Regions from separate parts of the Dromaius novaehollandiae genome. Here region 1 is linked to region 2. The links are chromatin contacts, called in public Hi-C maps. All regions are on one chromosome and are shown on one strand. Each heading gives the region's core, a stretch centred on a gene start, on an enhancer-like site or on the middle of the called end of the contact. The rest is flanking DNA. Distances are from core to core; before and after follow the strand shown.

What was found. A called contact is a pair of places that touch in the nucleus more often than the background predicts.
Region 1: a contact with region 2 is called in a Hi-C map of ovary, with 4 times the contacts expected there. The contact joins two enhancer-like sites. A contact is called at or near these places in 2 of 4 Hi-C or Micro-C datasets (brain and ovary).

What each region holds. Positions count from the first base shown.
Region 1 is chr1:4,466,130-4,473,315 of bDroNov1.hap1, reverse strand. All of the region lies in intron 1 of FRMD4A (FERM domain containing 4A), which reads left to right. Among named protein-coding and RNA genes, the nearest start is that of FRMD4A, 44 kb to the left of the region's middle. Within about 2 kb of position 4,850, at least 2 of the 2 cell types and tissues checked have open chromatin away from gene starts, as enhancers often do.
Region 2 is chr1:4,379,856-4,387,483 of bDroNov1.hap1, reverse strand. All of the region lies in intron 1 of FRMD4A (FERM domain containing 4A), which reads left to right. Among named protein-coding and RNA genes, the nearest start is that of FRMD4A, 130 kb to the left of the region's middle. Within about 2 kb of position 3,568, at least 1 of the 2 cell types and tissues checked has open chromatin away from gene starts, as enhancers often do.

The DNA of each region.
Region 1 (7,186 bases), core at 3,601-6,100, 85 kb before region 2:
AGAGGATAAGCAAAACAACAGACAAAGGAGAATTGTATGGCTGATGGCACCTAAAATGATGGGAAATTGAAGGAGAGGGTTCATGTCTCAGATCATCCTGGGATGAGACCTGAAGACTCAGTCCTTCCAGCTTTAAGAGGTGGGAAGCTGCAAAAGTGGAGCTGGGTCTCCATCTGGGTCGGACCTAATTGTCTCAGTGTAAAACCAGTGTAAGTCAGTTATTTTACTAAGCTAGTCCTGCTATTTACTACTGTAAATGAGAGGTCAGCCAGGCCTTCTGTATCTACAGTGGGCACACCGGGCTGAATTCATCATTGTTTTAACTCAGAGAAGCCGGTGACTGACCAATGGAAAAAGAAGAACTAGGGTTTGACAGACCCAATTTCTGTTACTGTCTCTGACTTCCTCGGTTACCCTCAGTGCAGACCAGAACTTCACCAGGGCTGAGCTCTGATTCCAAAGTGCTGGGTAAAACCTACCCTGAGCAAGACTGTGCTCTCAATCTTCTCTCCATAACATTTTCTTCTTTCTCTTAGTATCACTTTATTTTGCCAAAGTCAATATTTCAGGTGTTGTTTGCTTTTAATTTGACGTTTATTTCCAGCATTCAGATTTTATTAATGCGGCCCCCTTATATAATTGTTTGTCAGCATTAATCCAGGAGTGTATATCATTAGTAGCTAGAAGTCGTGTAACTTCTAAAAGGCTTTCTGACATAATTTGCTGCCCTGTTAACAGTAGCAATAATTTGAGCAATTAGTGAGGCCTCGACATGGGCTTTAACTTCTCCGTCACATAGGAATACCTCCTTGGTGCAGCTGTCACACTATTTATACTCACCAGTCAAGTCCCCGACTGAAATAGTGCCCCAAGAGAGCAGCGTGTAATCAGTCCCTTTGCAATGACTGGATGAGCACTAAGTAAATACTGGCCTTGATTATATTAACGAAGCTGCTTGGGGATTGCCCATCCGGGAATCCCCAGACACCTCCTGATAGAGCAATGTCAGACGGTCTGTGCACTCACAGCATCCTTTCCCCCGGCCCAAGGAGATCTCCAGCAGTCCCTTTGCCAACAGCCACCCTTTCGAATACAGAAGGGTTGCTTCAACCTCCTGGAGGCAGAACCAGCTGGGAGCCTCCACCAAGAGACCCAGAAGCAACCTCCCAACTGCTCAGCCTCAGAGGCTCCCACTCACCCTCCTCTGCCTCGGTCTTCTCTAGCCGGTCCTGGCTGCAGTGGCTTTGTCCCCGAGGCTAAACATATCTCTGTGACCCCTTGTATAAAGTGCAGGGCAGCAATGTTAATGGGAGACCTTACATCAGTAAGCACTAGGCCAAACTTCTGCAGATTCTCACTGCTGTGTGGTGTATCACTGCCTCAGAGGAGGGCTCCAGGTGGCAAAGTTGTGGGTTTTGTAATCTCGGACATTGGACAGGGAATTGAGGCAGGGACGTGATATGTTAAGGAGCATGAAAACTCATGATAGAGCCTCACACCCTAAATGTACTTCTCCACCTGGAGACCATCCCTGTCCCTAGCCACACAGGATTAGGGCCTGAATCAGAACAACCACGAAGAGCAATGCAAGTCCTTGACTATCCAGTCAGGCAAGATTCAGCCCACGGGACCTTTCAGTGCCTGTGACATAGAAAGAGATCCTTTATCTCTAGGAATAAATAACCATATTAAACACCATGGAAAAATTCACATGGAAAAAGACCCTGTGCAACGTCATTGCTTAATGCCACCACGTTAAATCGCTATTTTTGGATCTCATTAAAATAGATACAATCTGCACATGAAATAAATTAGCCACCTTATAATTTTGAATTCAGTTACAGATTTACTGTTAAGAGTAGTAATTAATTAACTTGCTCTGCTCTCTAGTATCGAGGCCCTAATTCAACTCAGCTTTTAGGTGGGGCTTGTTCCTGGATGCCTGAGAGGAGCTTCCCTTGCGTGGCAGAGCACAGGCCAGAAAGCATGCTCAACAGGGCGTCCCCTCTGCCTCCGCGCTGCAGGCTCCAAGGGCTTCACACCAGGCAATACCCCTCTAGGTCCACCACCCCACACCCTCAGCCCTTCCTGCACACGTCAGGACCCATGCAAGACTTGAAGGTCACCTGCTTGGCTCAGCAGTGGCTGGGTGATGGCACTGCAAGAGTGACTGGGGTACACAGCGACAAAATTTGCAGGTTACAGTCCCTGAAGGATGTGTTTATATGAGATGGCTAAACCGCATGCTTGTGAGAAGTCTGGACTGGAGGCAAAATGCAGCTGGTTTATAGGTATTTAATATACCATGTTGATTTACTATAGATAGTGTGCTCAGAAGGGATCTTTGTGACCACCTAATCTGCTCTGCAACATGACACTGACCCCCCAGTCCCATTCCTACATCATCTGTGTGAGGAAATATCTGCTCCTGGAAGTCTCTTCTACAGGAAGGGTGTTTGGAACCAGGTTCAAGTTGCCTCCTAGACTTACCCTTTTCTTATGTTGAAGTTCGTCAGTAGGATTTCAGTATGAACTTAAAGCCAAGCCAAGTCAGATCTGGTGAATTTACAAATAAAATAGCATTAAGTCTGTATTTCACAGAAACAGACCTCAAGACTGACAGGTTAGAAAAGAAAGAGCATATAAAATAATGGTAGGGTAGGCAAAACAGTGCTGTCTGCTTTTGCTTTAGGGAGCCGTTGGCATCCGAAAGTGGGAGAATTTCATTATTTATCTGTGAGTTCCAGCCAGCCATGATCAAACAGGAATAAGTATCTGAAATTAAAGCCCCTCAAAAAAGTGAAATTGAATTGCTGATTTCTCTATAAGGACACCCTGACAGTTGTCCCCAGGGAAATGAGAGACCAGGGGAAAGCATTAAAGGCATAGATGATGTCTTTTCTGCTTTGCATATAACTAACTCCCTGAAAATTGGTATGTCCAAAGGCTTGTGATGACAAAAACAGGACTAATACCCTGGGATCACAAGAGCAATTAGCTGATTCACACGTGAAGTTGGTAACAAACTGGCTGAAAAGCCAACTGCCAGTGAGAGAGCAAGATACAGCAGGCTTGCTTGGATATGGGTCATGCCATGAACACCTCTTGAGATCAAGCAGTAAAAGTAATTAGGGCTGGGAAGGCATGGAGAGAGATTCCCAGATGGAGAGGATGATAGATAAGGAGTCAGCTTTTTATCTGTTGCCAGGCCGTCCGTTCATCCAGTTTTGTGGCTGAGTCAGATCTCTCCTTGACATGTGGGGCTCTGTGGTGGTGGAGCTGTCAGGGTGCCCTTGTTTTCAGTCTGGATTAAAGGTTAGGCAAGCTGAATCTTGCTTTGAGGTTTGGTTATTTGGTTTTGTGTTTATACAACAGAGAAGAGATAAGCTCTTGCCAATGTAAAGCTGGGTTAACATCCCTTCTAGAGGACTAGCAGCTGGGAGCTCAAGCATGGATAACTCAGCCTTGTCACACAAGACTCTCATACCGTGCTGTGTAATACAGGGTGTAGCAGCGATGGCCTTTTCCAAACCTTTGGCCCTGCAGGATGCTTTTGGGAGTCTTACCCAAAGAACAGCTCCACTGTTCTTTGCTCCTTCTTCAAACAGCAGACAAGACAGTCAGCCCTCCACAACCGTGAGGATCTGCAGCACAATCTGCCTGGAGAGCGGTCTGGCTTCGGTCTGATGGTGCATCAGATCAGATGTTTGAGGAGCATGTGGAAAGAACATCCTCTGTTGTTGCAGTTACCAGGATAGCAGTAATATATGTAATTACACAGACAAAAATCTCAGAGGCAAACTTCAAGCTCCAGGGAATAAGCTGATCAGCCCTGGAAGAAATGCTATTCCATAGGACAGTATTGCACAGCTAGGGCTGCTGTGCAGCTCCAGTGCCTTTCTCTCAAAGGACACTAGCCCTCTAGCTGCTAGTAGATGAACTGATGGGCTTTTCCAGTACGGTGACATGCCTTGAGAAGGACAGATCTCCTCTGACAGTGGATGGATAACAGGGCTCATCAAAAATGAATGCATGTCATAGGCTCTGCTTGAAAGCAGCAGTCAGCAGCTAACCTTCAAGCAACCCTCTGGACAGGTTTCCTCTGGGCATATTGTCTCCTGCTGGTGATGGAAGAAGAGAGCAGACAGAGTCCCAGAAGTTACTCTGCCTTGTTTGTTCACAGGAGGAGCTCATGGTGGAGCTTTTCTCTGTGGGATATGTTGAGAGTAGGAAACTGTGGGAAATCCTGCCATAGTGAGCATAGATGTGAAGCTAAACTGGCTTGCTTGAGAAGCCATTGTATGGATACATTTTATTTGTTGGGTAGTGATATGCATGGTACTACATTTAGGATCAGGACTGGCAGTATCAAAACGCATGGTAGTCACAAATTGGGTGCACAGAGGACAGAGAATGCTGGTACCTTCCCATTTCCCTGGGCCTTCTGTGATCAGTGGTGTTCACAGACAACTCCTACCAAGTTCATAGAGGGAAAGGAATATCTATCAAAACAGTCACACTTGCAGTGTGAGTGTGAAGAAGACTTCTTCCCAAGCCCATGCTGCTTTTGAAACTATTCATCCTGTATAGGATTATGTAAGATCCTCCTTGTTTGGACAAAGCAGCAAGGTGTGCCAAAGGTAGATTCCACTATAAACCTGTAGTGGAAGACTTTCAGCAGGGAGAAGAAAAGAAACAGGAGTAACAGATAGAAATTCTGTTTTCATGGGAACTCGGTGGGGGTAGCATTTGGAATGACATGCCCAGGAACTGTTTATCTTCAAGAGCCAGTGAGAAGCAGAGGAAACACTAGGTCGTGCTGTTTCTCCAAATTCTTGCACAGTGGTAATAGGTCTGGCTTGCACATTTTGCTCGGAGACTGAGGGTTGTTTTCTGCTGTGGTTTAGCAGAGAACTTTGATCAATCTGTTTGGGTGTTCCTGTAAGGAAATATATCGCATTTGCTGCATGAAATGCTTTGAGCACAGAGGCAAAGGTGCAAGGCAGGTCTTGATAGGGAACAAGAGCTCCTGCACTCAAATGTGACATAACATTGCTTATATTATGGGGAAGGAATGCTGAATAACAGCAGTAGTTCAAGGGGTTTAATTAGCCTCCCTGCTATTCCCATCAAGAGGGAAAAAATAAAGTGGGAATTCTCTTAGGATACAAACTCAACTGTGTGTTGATGCTAGGCACAAATGAATGCCATCTGGGTGCGGGAAGGAGGCTATTTTATCTGAGTCTATTATACTACCTTAAATGCGTTGACTACTTCACTTTACCTTAAGGCTGAGCATTTAGCAGACTGCTGCAAAGTAATCCTGTGTCTCAGTAGGGGAAGAGCTCAAATGAGTGGTGTATTGGCATTGTTTCCCTCACACAGTAAAGAAAACTCTCTGCTCCCAAAGAAGAGGTTCTTTGTGTTCCTGCTGTTAAACCATGGCTTGTGCCCCCTAAAGCTTTTAAATGAATACATGAAATCAGTGCGGGGATTTTGAGCTCTGTAAAACTCATAGCTGTGTGCACACTTCAGCAGCACACAGGAGCTTTAAGTATTTTCCTTTAATTTAGCAGGAAGCTGTTGCAGCTGCTGTGGCTCTTCAAAGACCATTCTGTGTATTGCTCCTGCACCTGATGAACACAAGGCCATGGTGTTGTTAAACTGCCAGTTTGGAGGGAAGTTGTTTTGCAAGCAACAGACAGTACCGCCTGATGCTCTTAAGCTTGACTATAGCTGCTCCATGTCTGTGTGCGTTACCCTTTCACTCCAGACTGGTCCAGTCAATCCAGCTTCATACCAACGGGGACCATCCTGAGCATTTTGTCCAATCTCTTATCTAAACAAAGGCCGCCTGGACTGTTTTTTCTCTAGTCATGGATTTTCTGCAGCACTTCTTTCTCCTGTAGGGTTTGGATATTTTCCATAAGAAAATGTTTTCCATGAGATTTCTGGTTAAAGAAATCACATGCTGAGGACTCTTTTCTTGACAGCAAACATGTTGTAGACATGCTGTCTCATGTTCTCAGGCAGAACCAAATGGTGAGCCTTCCTTAACCACATGCTAGAAATGCCACTGGATTCAGAGCCACTGGACATGTATTGTGGATCTCAGGAGCTAAGAAAAGAGGAGCACCCTAAATAATTTGCAGGTGGTAAATGGTGGTAGCTCCCCAAGACCCACTGCTGGCTGGTCTGGGCCAGCTTACCTGCCAACTCATTTCATCCCACAGCCAAGGAGTCAGGCTAACCTCATAGTCTCTGACAGACTTTCCACCATCACCACTGACCAAATAATTTATATGTAACCCTAATATTTATGTGTCTGTGCTCTTGTGCCTGCCTTTTTAACCCCATTCCTGAGTTCATGGCTGTAAAATAGCCCTGAGGTTCAAAGAGACTGATAAGAAAATGAGAGGCTTCCGCTATTTGGGTCGCCAGGCTAAGTCCTGAGTCTCTAGCAGCCAAACAGATGCAGACAAGAAAGCTGGTTGTGGTTATCCTGGGGACATGAGGTAGCTGTGAACCTGGTCCATCTGCCTGCACGGACAAAGCAAAAGCAGTGAATCAGTAAAACTGGACAGTGAATTTCTGTCTGCTTGGTAAAATAAATATAAAATGAGTGGATGGACTTAGTCCACTGCCTGCAAAAACAAAGCTGTCATCCCTGTGAGAGTAAGCACAGGTCTAAAGACATGTGCATTTTAAGGGACCCACACACACACTGTCCAGTAACTGACCTGGCGTAGCTTGGTCACAAAGCACACAGCTCGGAAAAGCTCCATCAGGCTATGTGCTCATATCACAAAATCCCGGAATGCTTGGAAGGAACATCTGGCGATCATCTTGTCTAACCACCCTGCTCAAGCAGGGTCAGCTAGAGCAGGTTGCCCAGGACCATGTGCAGCTGGTTTTGAATGTCTCCAAGGAAGGAGACTCCATAGCCTCTCTGGGCAACCTGTTCCCATGTTTGACCATCCTTACAGTAAAAAAGTGTTTTGTTTTGTTTTTTTAATGTTTAAATGGAATTTCCTGTGTTTCAGTTTGTGCTCATTGCCTCTTGACCTGTCACTGGGCACCACTGAGAAGACTGGTCCATCTTCTTAATCTTCCCCATCAGGCATTTATATACACTGAGAAGATCCTCCCTGAGCCTTCTTTTCTCCAGGCTAGTAAACTAGGCATC
Region 2 (7,628 bases), core at 2,319-4,818:
AGCTCAGTGACCTGCTGCAGAAGACCCCTGCATCACCTGGGAACCCATCCTTGTGCGAGGGTCCTCCTTGGGACTCCTCTAATTGGAGCTGGGGTAACCCTGGGAGAGAGAGACGGCAAACCAAAGCCGGTAGGAAGTCGTCCAGCCTGGCTGCTAATTATTCCATATGGAAAGCAAACTGACTGAGCAAATCGTGAAACATGAGGGCTGTCAGCATCAGAGGCAGATTCGCATTAGGGATGACAGGCAGTACCTGGTTCTCCTGCTTTATTTATTTATTTGGTGACAAGCTGTCATTCGGTGAATAACCTGGAGTTTTCCTCTCAGTAGTTACTGCTGTGCTCCCTCGGGGGTAACCAAGGGGGAACGCAGGCCAGATGCCCTGCTCCTGATGCCAGTGTCATCCTGTGGGACCTCAGTGATGGCCCTACAGCGCCAGGGGAACTGAATGCAGAAAAAGGCCCAGCACATGGTCCCAAAGTCCTGGGAGGAGATTAGGAGTCTCCCAGCCACGGCAAAGGGAGAGCAAAGAGAGTTTCAGGGCTGGCCCAAACAGCCCAGGCTACAAGCTTCACGTGGTACTCAAAGGAAGGGCTTCTCCCACATTGCTGCCTGCTTTTCATTACTTACTCCTATTCAGTTACTCAGAGGGAAGGGAAGGGAAGGAGCAGCCCCACAGCTTCAAACACCCCAGACACGATCTGTTACAGCTGGGTAATTCCAGGCATCTTGGATGTGCAAGGCCTGATTAAACTGTGATGGTTATAAAGCATGTAGCAGCTTTGGGACTGCCTTAGCAGAAGTATTGCAGAATAGCTTCAGCACAGCTGCCACTGGCTCTGGGCCTAACTGAAATATGTGCATCACCAGAGGAACAACTATACATTAAAATAGATACCTAAACATATATATAAATATATATATATATATGTGAATGTGTGTGTGTGTGTGTGTGTGTGTGTGTGTGTGTGTACCAGAAAGTGATATAAAATAAGAAATTAAATACCAGGTTCCTTGCAGCAAACTTTGATTTTATTCTCTAGGCAATTTTAAGGAGGGGGAGGTAGTTTCTGAGTCAGGACATTTCTTCTTGTGCCAGGAGCTGAGTTCCATGTCCAAGTGGAAAAGATGCCAATTCAAATACTTGAAAAAAGTGGTGGGTTTCTCAGTGGCTGGGCTTTATAATTTACAGGCACATCACCCCATAATTAGTTGCCTCAAGGTCACTGTGACCATGAGTCTTAACTTGGGCTCAACTGAGACCTACGCTCTGTGCATCTAAAGGCATGTGGCGTTCTGCTGCAAACTTGCTGGTCAAGACACCAGGGTAACATTAGACACCAAACGCTGTGCATGAGATGTGGCAGCATACTTAGACATTGGGATATTTGGGCTGCCCATAACTGGACTCTGAACCAAAATCTACCAAGTTCAGCAGGATTCTTGATTTTACCCCTTTTTTCCCCTTAGCTGTCTGTGGATAATAATAAATCATAATCATATAATTATAATTGTAAGCCAATGACAATCTTTTCAAACACGCATAACAGAAAGAGAAGTGTAAATGCTCTCCAAACTTATGCTTTTGCAAAGTGATTATGACAGCCTCTCTTCTGCCTCGTGTCTACTATAGCCTGCAGCACTGGTACCGAGCACAGCAGCAACTTTAGCATGGGTTATTACCTACGCAATGGCTGTATTTTTATTTTGTTATACTACACACCTTAAAATGGGGGTCCAGCCAAGTGTAAAGGCTCCAGACATGTGTCCCATCCTACATGATTGAGGAGTTGAGTCTGCTCCGGTGTTTTGCAGGCACAGGAGGACGGAGGGGAACGCTGTGCATTTCCGAGGTGGGCGAGCTTACGCTGCCTTGCTCTTGCCCGCAGCAGCAGGCGTGGTGGCTGCTGCTTCTGTAAAAACTCCTGACAGGCAGGCAATGAGGTGGGCCATTTTCTCATTCCCATCATACTCCTGTCTTTTTTAGCATGCAAGCCTTAAGCCCTCGGCTTTTTTTCTTATTTGTATATTAAAGTCAGGCGATCCTTCAACAGACGGTGGCATCTTGAAGCAGATTTTGTTAATGACCTCTGTGGTTAAGTAGCTGATGGCTCCTCCTTGCTCTTCCAAAGCCCGTCCTAGCAGGGCTGGGCTGGCGGCTTGCAAGTGGCCAGGGTTGGTTGAGCCCAGCAACAGTCATGCAGAGCAGAAGGGGCACAGGGCAAGAGTGCCGCGTCCGCTCCAAAAAGGCAGAGCCCAGGAAGGGCTGGTTATGTGTGGCTGGTTACGTATATGCCTCCGGAGTGGGCTGGCACCCTTGCACACGGCTCACGAAATGCTGCCAGTAGAGCCAGGGTGTTTGGTTCAAGGAGGGAGCAGCAGGGCACAAAAACCAGCCAATCTCATGCGATAGCCCCAGCTGGCAGGGAGATGCAAGGAACAACGCTGGGGAAACAGGCCCACCCGCGTGAGCGCCTGCTGCAGAGGGCTGCACAGCAGGCATCTGTATTTGTGATATTTATGTCGCTTTAGGCGTTTCTGGCTTCGGATGAAGAAGGGGGTTTGGGTAGTCCGGCTCCATGGTGCTGCTCTGTAATTAAGTCTAAATGCCACTTTTCACTCGGAGGCAACTGGAGGCCACTGCAGATTGTACTAGGGGTTAGCCACGACCTTCAGAAAAACATGAGCTGCAGAAGAATAAGCTGTGTTCACTGCGCTTTGTCAAAATGCTAAATAACGGCCCTGCCAAAGTTGGTAAATATTCTGTCGAAGGCCCAGAAGACCACAAAGAGTGTGTTTTAACCGTTGCCAGTAGGAAATCTGCATCTGGCAGAGGTCCTGTTCTGCACGGGGAGCCACGTGAGCTTTCAGAGTTAGCATTGTGCCTTGAATGCATTTTTCATCAGACCTCCTCGTTTCTAGGGATGCTGTTATCAACAGAGGACCTGGTTTTATTATTAAGTAGCAAATCAATCCTGCTATGCTGAGCACAATCCAATTATTGCTTGTAGTTACTGTAGGCTGAAGAAGTCATAAATAAATGAGTATGCCGGAGGTATTTAACGTTTCAGTCCCGCCATAAGCACCCAGCCCCTCATTCGCACTGCGTGTGCCAGCTGGGCATTGATTCGGCTGTAAATTGCTTGGTTTCACGGGGGGGATCTTTGGTCTGGGCGGCAGCGCAGGCTGGTCAGGGGACAGACTGCTGTGCGAGCAAGCCCAGGCAATTGCGGGATAATTGGAGGTAAATGCAGAGCTTGCTTTCTTCTTTTGTTTCCCACGTGAGCTTACTTGTCGGTCTGCGGGCACTGCCGGAGTCCAGGAAAGGACCTTTGCAATAACCTGGTCGCCCGTCAAGGGACTTGGAGGGACGGCGCTGCTGCCAGCACTCAGTTTTGTTCTCTTCCCGCTATTCCCAAAGCACCTCCACTGTTTATTTTCATTTTTAGATCCCTCTTTTCAATAGATTTAAGTAGTGTTCAGTGGGAAGAAAGCATCTTATAATATACATGCACATAGTTATTCACCACCTTGTTAGCACGATGATGTATGAACAGCCACACAAGCAAAACAGCGCTCAGCTGTGATGTAACCACACTCACTACTGAACGGACTCATTTAAAAGGTATTCCCTTACATCTGGCCTTTTTTTCCTTTTTTTTTTTTTTTTCCCTCTCCCTTTCCTCCAGACCATTATTCTAGTTCTGCTCATTAGGATCGTTTTGCAAGGTCCACCCTCGGTCAACACTGCTTTAAGAGCAAAGAGCTGCCGCTGCGTGAGCCCGTGTCCACACCAAAGCAGCATGCACAATGAATGAGCTCTGCGGACACGGTGACAGCAATAAATAATAAATAAATGATGCTGGGGTTTCACATACACACTCATTGGTATTCAACTGTACAATTAAATGAATCATTTTTTCTAACTGTTTTTATTATTATTATTATTATTCACTGTTTCTGCCAGTGAGTGCATAAAAATGACATTTACAATCCTTCGCCACAATTTATGCAGTTTCATCCCTGGTCACTTGATAATGCAGAAATCAGTCATCTCTGCTAGTTTAGCAAAAGAGCCGATTTTGCACCAAAGCGGGTGGCAGCATCTCTTTTCTGCTTGTTTCAAGCAACAAGTGACTTTCAGTCCCGCACCACTTTAAGGATTTTGTTTAGTGGGAATAAAAGGATGAGAGGGAAATGGGGTATTTCCTATGGATTGCCTTGTTTATTTGCTTGGGCTTGCTTGTTTCTTTGTGAGGGGAAATCAGCAGGAAAAAGAAACTGTAGTGAAAGGAATTTCTTCTTTCGTGAAAGGAACGACTTCCAGATTTCCCTCCGGATGTTTTGTACAGCCCTAAATAAGATTTTCAGAAACCTGCTATTGAAATCAGCTCCTGTAAAGAGTTGTGTTGATATGAGCAGATTGACCTGTTATCAGGCCTCTCCCACTCTCGTCAGTCCTGGATACTATCTGAATTTTATCCAAAATGACTATCTGTAGCCTTGAGATTTGCTAGAGCCCAGAAACACTGCTTGCCATCCTGCTTGCGTTTCCACGTGTCCCTTCACTGGACGTAGGGCCGTGAAGAGCCAACGGGCCAGAGACCAACCAGGTCCTGATGCTGGAAGGTCTCTTGCAGGGCTCAGGAGCAAGTCAGGGTCAGGGTGCACGCTCCACGTTGCTTGAAAGCTAAGAAGCATCAAAGCATGCAACAGTCTACACAAATATCCTTGGAAATTAGAATGCTAGTGACATGAGAAATTGTATTTCTAGGTAGGATCCAGCCTAAGGAGGAGGCAGAAATTCAGAGGCCATTGGATTTCTCTACGGGAGTTTTCAGTGGCACTGACCTCTCTCAGTTGGTCATAAAAGCAACCCATTTAGGCATCAGTGGCTTCACTGGCCTAACCCAGATGTGCAAACGGGGTGACTGCTGGGATGTGGTGCCTCCCTTACTCCTCCACACCTCACTACCCTTTAACGCTTTAAAGGTTTTCCACGTGCTAAGTTGGGGTTGTCAGCCAGATTATTTTGCGTTTCATGAGTTCTGTCACTCTGCAAGTGACAGCAGCAGAGCTTGATCCCACTTCTGAAATGCAAACAGAAAGGGGCAGTTTTCAGTGGGGTGTATCAGCACAATCCTTGGACTTCAATGAAGCGGCAAAGACCTGCACCAGCTCAAAACCTGAAACTGCTCACTGTCTTAGATGGTTTATTTATTTTGGTCAATGCAGGTGGAAGCACTGAGCCCAGCTCTGTGGGTGTTGTGTGTGCCAGGAATTGTGATCCTGCAGGGTTCGGGGAATACGCGTAGGGAGAGGCAACATACGTGATCACCACTAGAAAGAAATCACCGTTCACCAACAGTTATCATAATCAAGGTCCCAAGAGAGGCTACAATTATTCCCTGCTTTAAGTCTAGAGCAAATCATCATTTTCCCAGTAATTGCAATGTAGTAGCCATTGTAGATGTTGACTTTTTAATAGCAAACACTGCTCAAGCATTAGATTTACAGTCATGTTAGTTAGCTTTAGTGACTTGGGAATCAATTACCTTGCCTTACAACATGACCAGAGATTATAGGGTAGCCTGTGTAATAATTTATACTGCCATCTAGGAGTGAAACTGTAACTTTCATTTAACACAGAAAGAGGCTGTGTTTGTATAGCAATAATTCCAATAACAATAATAATACCCATAAAAAGGGAAAAGGAAGAAAACAGTGATTAAAACTCAGAGTAAGACCTGCGTACCCATAGGGTATTGGGATGCACTGGGAGCTTTTCCGTTCTCAATTATTTCAAAATGACAATAGCAATAACATTTTATTAATGAAGAAGATGTTTTCCCAGTTCAGTTCACGTCAGGCTTGTCCAGACGCTTTGCCCCTGGGTCTGGGTTCTCCCTCTGGGTTCCCGGCAGCAGCTGTAGCCCCTGCACTAGCTGACCATTGCCTAAACTTGGGGCTTTTGCCTACGCTTGGGCCATGTTTCTGACTAAATATGACTTGTTCTTCAGGCTGAGAGCAGTGACACTGGTAGGACACACCACCTCCTTTGTGCCTGCGTCCTGCTGGTCTGCTGGAGCCTCAGCATGAAGAGCAGCCCCTCCCAGCACTCTGTCCTGTCCTCAGGCCGATCCCATTAATTTACTAGAGTTGCAATTATGTGAGTTGCTGGACCGCTTTGGGCTGTAGAGCATGCATGGCGCTTTACAGCCGTAATAAGTTGTTGCGGCTGTTCCAGTGCTGTAAAAAAGGCACTTATGCTGTAAACTCAATAAACACACAGCAGCCTTGATACTGAGCTCAGCCAGCGTGTCATGTCACGAGCGACACCAAACTCGCTGTTGGCCCTCATTAGCCACTTGCCCTTTCGACTGATGTCAAGACTGTTGTTTTTGTAGGATCAAGGCTATAGGAAACATTTTTCACGTTTTCCACCCATCTTTGTCCTCCAGCACTTGTTTCCACACTTTTACTTCATTCTTCCACCTGTGACAGGAAAAACTTCTGCCTTTTTTCTCCAGACCCCTCTGCACCAAGGAAATCTCTTTTGTCTAAGCCCTTTGAGATGGGACCACCCAGGTCACCTCTTCTGTCTGTGTTTCCAAGGCAAATTTTGGAGAAAAAGTATTAATTAACATTTTTTTCCTCCTGCAGAGGAGTTGCTCCTGTCACCTTTTAACTTTCGGCTTTGTCCATTTCCCTCTCATTTATTTCCCATTAATTTTTGTCCTCACTTCACTTGAAGCTGGCAGCCGAACTTTTTGAACTCACCAAGCACACTGGTCCCTCATGAAACAAGGACCAGTGAAACTGTATGCAAACCGACTGCTGGGATTAAAAACATGGTTTTACAAAAAAACATACTCTAGGACAGGGTCTTCCATATGCAGCTATTCTTCCCTAAACAGTAAAATACTTAAACCAAAGGGTCAAACTACTCCCTTGACTCTAACAAGCAAAGCACACTCCATTTTTAAGAGTATTATGGCTCAAAAATAATAAGACTACCTTAAAATAATGAGATTTTATAAAAAGAATACAGTTGCACTTTTCTTTCACCTTCTGGAAACAGTCCAGAAGGGCAGGTTTTCAGAAAAACGTCATCTATCATGAGATTTGGCAACCCCGCGTTTTCAGATCATAAGGTCATTGTCGCTGTGGAAAGAAAGCCGTCTCAGGAATGAGGAGGAGGGAGAGAAACATTTGTCTGGGAACCAGGGGACTGAAAAATTAGCATTTCTCCAAACCAGAAGCCTGAGCTACAGTGGTGAGATAACGAACATCACTGCTCCTCCAAGACAGCACAGCGGGGCCGATCCAAACCCCTCGGGTTGCATGACCCCGCAAGGCACCACGGCCCGCTCTGCCGTGCACCAGGCATACCGGTGTACCCGCACTGCCTGACCCCACCACGAGGCTGCGGGGCTGGAGTCAGCTCAGCCCCAGCAGGACATCAGTGCCGATGTGCTCTGCAGCGACAGCAGTGGCTCCGAGCAATTTGTAGATAAGGCATGGAGAAGTCTTTCATCACTAGTTTCCTTGGTTGCACCTTGAACATACAAGGACTAATGTATTTATGCAGTTGATTCTTGACAGATGTTTGCACCTGTTTTGAGTGT